Linked DNA regions of Danio rerio: region 2 is linked to region 1. Evidence: chromatin contacts called from public Hi-C data. All regions are on one chromosome and are shown on one strand. Each heading gives the region's core, a stretch centred on a gene start, on an enhancer-like site or on the middle of the called end of the contact. The rest is flanking DNA. Distances are from core to core; before and after follow the strand shown.

Region 1 (2,881 bases), core at 34-2,533:
CAATAAACCGGAATCAAAACATTGTAAACGTGGCTTGCGTTTGTGTCTGGAATGAAGGGATGCCATGTTGGTTTTCAGTGTTCAGTTGTTGTTGTTTTTTTCCAAAATACAACATGCCGAGCCTGACTGCCATTTGATTGGATGACAATCGTCCACTCTTATGGACTGCAGGCTTTAAATTAGATGAAATGCTCAGGAACCATAGAAAACATGAGCTGTCATGCGATGTTCATTGTAATGGACACAGGGTCCGATTATTATGTGATTTATTATTCATGAATGCATTTGTTCTTATCCGTTTAACATTTGTATCTTTATTTAGATTTTCTATCAAATATTTCTATACATTTTTGTTCACTTTCAACTTTGCATATAAGCAATTTCTGTAGATAAGAATTTTTTAATGGTTAATTTTTGTTTTAAACGTCCCCATTAATATTCTGAAGAGTTATGAGTCACAACAGACCAACTCCAATGGTTCATTAGCAAATATAGTTCATTTAGAAAAATAAGCAGCAAATTTACAACATCAACCATATAATCCATATAAAGCAAGTAAGTAGTGAAATGAAGAATTCTTTGATATTTTACTGTGACTGCACCTTAAAATTGAGACAGATCTGCTGTAAAACACCTTTTATTTTGTATTATATAATTTCATCTGTCCCACATCCACCTTTCTAACCCATCTCATGGTGAATTATACTGCCAATTATACCCGCAAACCTGACCTTGGCCAAGTTACTAGATTATGATCCACAGTATCGCTCTAACTGCCGGTCCGCAGTGTTGACTAATGGCAGGTTGACCTTGTGGTGCCAATGGGCATCTGGTCAAGGCTGTGTGCTTTACCACAGATGTCTGGGATGGGAAGTGTGCAATAAATCTATAGGCTCAAAATTAGTTCAGTGAAATGCCAACCTACTGCTCTGTTTGGTTGGGCCCATTTTTTTTCTAACCGACGCTGATGTCATATCCTGGTTTGAGGTACATTTGGATATATGAATTTGGCTTCTCTATGTGTGTGTGTGTGTGTGTGTGTGTGTGTGTGTGTGTGTGTGTGTGTGTGTGTGTGTGTGTGTGTGTGTGTGTGTGTGTGTGTGTGTGTGTTTGTGTGTGTGTGTTTGTGTGTGTGTGTGTGTATGGCCAGGTCTAATTACAGACTGGGTAAAGAGGCCCGTTGAGGGACATAAGTAAGCTTCTAGTAGGCCTAAGGTCTCCCAGATTTACCACAGCATGAAAAGTGAGAAATAGACAGTGAGAGAGTGAGAGAGACGAGCCAAGAGAGAAAGCTGAGGAGAAATTTAAGGACTTGTGGGCGGAAAAAGGAGGAGTGTATCAGTGTCTTTATGTGTGAATCTATTCTGATCTTGTCACAGGATTCAGCACCACTGAATCAGGTTTTCTGAAACATGTCAGTATTTAAAAAATTGTTTTCACATGAAATATATATATTTTTTTGTGATATTTGTGTATACACTCTCAGAAAAAAATGGTACAATGTTGCACCAAAGAATGTACAAACCCTTGTCACTGGGGCAGTACCTTTTTTTGGAACAGAATTGCACTTTAAGACGAAGAAATAAATTTGTAACTTTGCAGTTTGTACCTTTTAAGGACATGATTTGTACTATGGGAAACCAAAATGTACCTTTGGTTTTTAAAACCTGCAGATACAATATTGTACCTTTTATCAAAGGTACAAATCTGATCCATAAAGGTACCACTGTGACAGGACACTTTGTACTTTTACAGTGTCAAATGTGTTTCTTCAAGAACTATTCAAAGGCATTTTGCTACATCCAAAATGTGTCAATTTATTTTCAGCAAATTTAAAGTTTCTTTAATTTACAATTAAAAATAAAAACAAATAATAAAAAATGTTCTCCCATTTTCTCACAATATCTTTATAATCACTCAAATATTCATTCAAATTGCTTAATTAAAAAAAAAATAGAATTATGCAAAAGTCTTGTAACGAGTTATGCACAATGTCTGATTAGCTTTACAATACTAAAATTTCTGCATATGTGGGACTTTTGCCAGCTCCCATGTTTTAATATGAAAATTATTCGTAAAATCACTTAATCCAGTCATATTTATTTTCATGGTATTGTAACAAAGAAGGAGTTGTTGATGTACCTTTTATATGAGAACAATTGTGTACCTCCATTTCAGTTGTACCGAAAAAGGTACAGAACAGTATCATAAGAGGCCTTTTAATAATTTAATATAATAAGGTACAATTTTTACAAAGGTACAAAACTGTTCTTAAAGGAACACTTTTTGTACCACTGTGAACCTTTTTTTCTGAGAGTGTTTACAGTTGAAGTCAAATTTATTATTATTATTATTATTTTCAAATATTTCCCATATGATGTTTAACAGAGCAGAAGGAAATTATTTCTATAATACTTATGTTTTAATTTGGCTAGAATAAAAACAGTATTTAATTTTTAAACGATTTTAAGTTTAGTATTATTATTTTTTTGATAGTCTACAGAACAAACTATCGTTATACAATGATTTGCCTAATTATCCTAACTTGCCTCGTTAATCTAATTAAGCCTGTAAATGTCACTTTAAGCAGAATACTAGCATCTTAAAAATATCTAGCTAAATACAATTTACTATCATCATTGCAAAGATAAAAAGAGATTGATTATTAGAAATGAGTTATTAAAACTATTATGTTTAGAAATGTGTTGAAAAAAGATCTTCTTTACATTAAACAGAAATTGGGGAAAAGATATACACGGGGAGGCTAATAATTGTATATGGAAATAATTTCACCAGAGGACTTAAATATTATAAAATTTGACTTGAATAAAATAGTTTTTTGGATGATTTGGTGATTTTTATATTTCTATCTAAAGGTGGA
Region 2 (2,971 bases), core at 257-2,756, 120 kb after region 1:
TATGCAGAGGAGAGGGCTGAAATAACTCTGGCCATAGACGTTCTTGTAAATCATGTCATATTGATACCAGTATAAGGAGTAAAAGGTAATGCATTCACTTTAAAACATGCTCAATGCATGTCGCTGGTTCATTCTTGGCCTGTAACACTTGTAAATATAAAATGACAAGTGCTTCTGTGTAATAAAAGAATGCTAATGTGCCATTTGAGGCAATATTACTCTAATTCATAATGCAGCTATTATTTTGTGCAGTTCCTTTTTTGCCATTAGCAAAAACCTTCTTAAGTGTAAATTCATTACATTTTAATCAGCATGTCTTTATAAAAGGAGCTAGTCGCCTGTGGCTTTAATATTTATGATATGTTTAGCTAGGAATTAAATTACATTTGTTAAATCCCGCTGCAATATGTTTTTAAATATGGTTGAAGTCAAAATTAAAAGCCCCCTATTTATTTTTCCCCAATTTCTGTGAAAGAAGATTTTTTTAAACACATTTCTAAACATGATAGTTTTAATAACTCATTTCTAATAACTGATTTATTTTATCTTTGCCATGATGACAGTAAATAATATTTGACTAGATATTTTTCAAGTCACTTTTATACAGCTTAAAGTGACATTTAAAGACTTAACTAGGTTAATTAGGTTAACTAGGCAGGTTAGTGTGATTAGGCAAGTTAATGTATAACAATGGTTTGTTTTGTAGACTATCTGAAAAAAATATTGCTTAAAAGGGGCTAATAATATTGACCTTAAAATCTTTTTTAAAAATTAAAAACTGCTTTTATTCTAGCTGAAAAAAAACAAATAAGGCTTTCTCTAGAAGAAAAATATTATCAGACATACTGAAAATTTCCTTGCTCTGTTAAACATCATAGGAAATATTAAAAAAAAAGAAAAAAATCAAAGGGCGGCTAATAATTCTGACTTTAACTGTATTTAAAATATAAAGTCAAGCCCAAAATTATACATTAATTTGAGCTTCACTGTATGTCCCTGCTTTTTCTTTTGGTTATGTAGTGAGTATGCATTAATTGAAACACTATAAGTATTTTTTTCAAGGTTAGTTTACAATGTGCTGTTAAAGTGTGATTTTTTTTTACAGTCATTTTTATAGTGCAGGTGTCTGTCAGATTTGTCAGTGTGAATGGTTATACTCCTTTTGCACCCAAATATATATATATATATATATATATATATATATATATATATATATATATATATATATATATATATATATATATATATATATATATATATATATATATATATATATATAAACACCTCTCCACTAGATGATTCACAGTGTCAAACATTATATTTAGAGGAGAATTATTGCTTTGGGTAAAAAAAAAATCCTTCCAAGTTGTACTAAAGCACCTTATGTCCAGCAGACGGTTCTGCCCCTCAACGAGACAGGACTTAAATTTTGTAGAGAGGAGCTGAGATCCCTATTATGAGCTCTGAAGGAGTCTTAATGACCACAGGGATACAGTCAGACCCGCGTCTGCTCTTCCAACCCAGACAATAAGCCTTTATTGTTACTGAGGGTTGCATAAGTGCACTCTTTCACTGGGTGTGTGTTGAAGTGTCTGCTTTTGCCGTTTACTTCAGGGCCCAGGGATTGAGTTAAAATTTACAACCTCAGGGTTTATCTCGCAGGATATTTTTCATCAAAATAATCATAACTTGTGGAGCCAAGCGGGTTTGTTATGTTTAATTTATGACTTCCCGCTGATTTGGAGGCAGAGCTGTTTAGTTGTAATATTATCAATAAGAGTGAGTTCATTCTTCTGCTCCTATAACTGATCTCCTGGGTCGAATGTTTTCTCGCTATTATGTTGAGTTCATTTTATGCTACGTTTAAAAAGAAAAATAGTCAGACAACTTACGTTAAGGATTGTTGGAATGCAACCAAATTGAAAATCTACACATCTCTTTGGATTTGGGTTTAATTTTGGAACAGTTATATTTGGTGCACTTTTGAAGAAACAGTATGGCCCCTTTGCTTTTATGTTGAATTGATTTTTTCAGGCCTTTGACTTTACGTCTGCTTTGTGTGGTTTCTAAGAAAAACCACATCTTTTGTATTTTGCCATGCTGTTGATACTGTATGTTCCTTTTCCCCTCTAAGGATCCTCTCTGAGTCTCTTGGGATTGTAAGTTGGTGGTCTGTGGAAAGTATTTATGCGGTAGCATTGCCTATTTCCTGTCTGATTTAGAAATTCATCAATCACCAGGAGTTTCCAGTCAACATGGATCTGCGTTTAGGATGCATGACTATTGCATATGCTTAGAGGGCTTTATGGCTTTTTGGTGGTCTTGGACATAAATTATACATTCCTAAAGTTTTGTGGCAGCATGCTATGAAAAGATACATATGTAAAGTAATTGCGCCCATATTATTTATGTGACATCATAGCAGCAGTTCTCCGCTGTTGCAGCATTAAGGTAATTGAAAAAGAGGCACAGCCTTTTCGAAAGAGCTGAAGTGATTTTCCAGTCTAATCCTCTTTAGATGAAACAGTATCATATTTGGCATTAAATGACGTTTGAGCTCATTTCAGCGGTCACGTTTATTTTGACAAAACTTAATGAGGGATAGTTTTATTGGTCACAAACATGGCCGACAGGTGTATGTTTCCTTATACCAACACAGATGTTTGTCACTAATGAAAATGGATTTGAAATGAAACAGAGAAGGTGCTTGGTATTACTTGGTTCAGATCATAGGCTTGCAGAAAATTGCTAGAAAATGTTGCTTTGCAGCTTTACGACCTGCAGGATGTAGTAGAAGAGTGAAATTAATACAATTATTTGTTTCTGTATCTGTATTTAGATAGAACTAGGTAGGCATGGGTTGAGTTATTTTTCTATTTGGCTTGATAATAATAATAATAATAAATTGATTAATAAAACTCATATTAGAACAATCATATGAGCTAGCTCTCTCCAACTCTCACATGGTTGC

What was found. A called contact is a pair of places that touch in the nucleus more often than the background predicts.
Region 2: a Hi-C map of an unstated tissue shows a contact between it and region 1, with 3 times the contacts expected there. The contact joins two enhancer-like sites. A contact is called at or near these places in 2 of 18 Hi-C or Micro-C datasets (caudal fin and an unstated tissue).

Annotation. Positions count from the first base shown.
Region 1 is chr19:33,563,353-33,566,233 of GRCz12tu, forward strand. It overlaps a transcript of meox2b not described here. Among named protein-coding and RNA genes, the nearest start is that of meox2b, 29 kb to the right of the region's middle. Within about 2 kb of position 1,284, at least 6 of the 62 cell types and tissues checked have an H3K27ac peak or open chromatin away from gene starts, as enhancers often do.
Region 2 is chr19:33,678,840-33,681,810 of GRCz12tu, forward strand. No RefSeq gene overlaps it. Among named protein-coding and RNA genes, the nearest start is that of meox2b, 87 kb to the left of the region's middle. Within about 2 kb of position 1,507, at least 3 of the 62 cell types and tissues checked have an H3K27ac peak or open chromatin away from gene starts, as enhancers often do.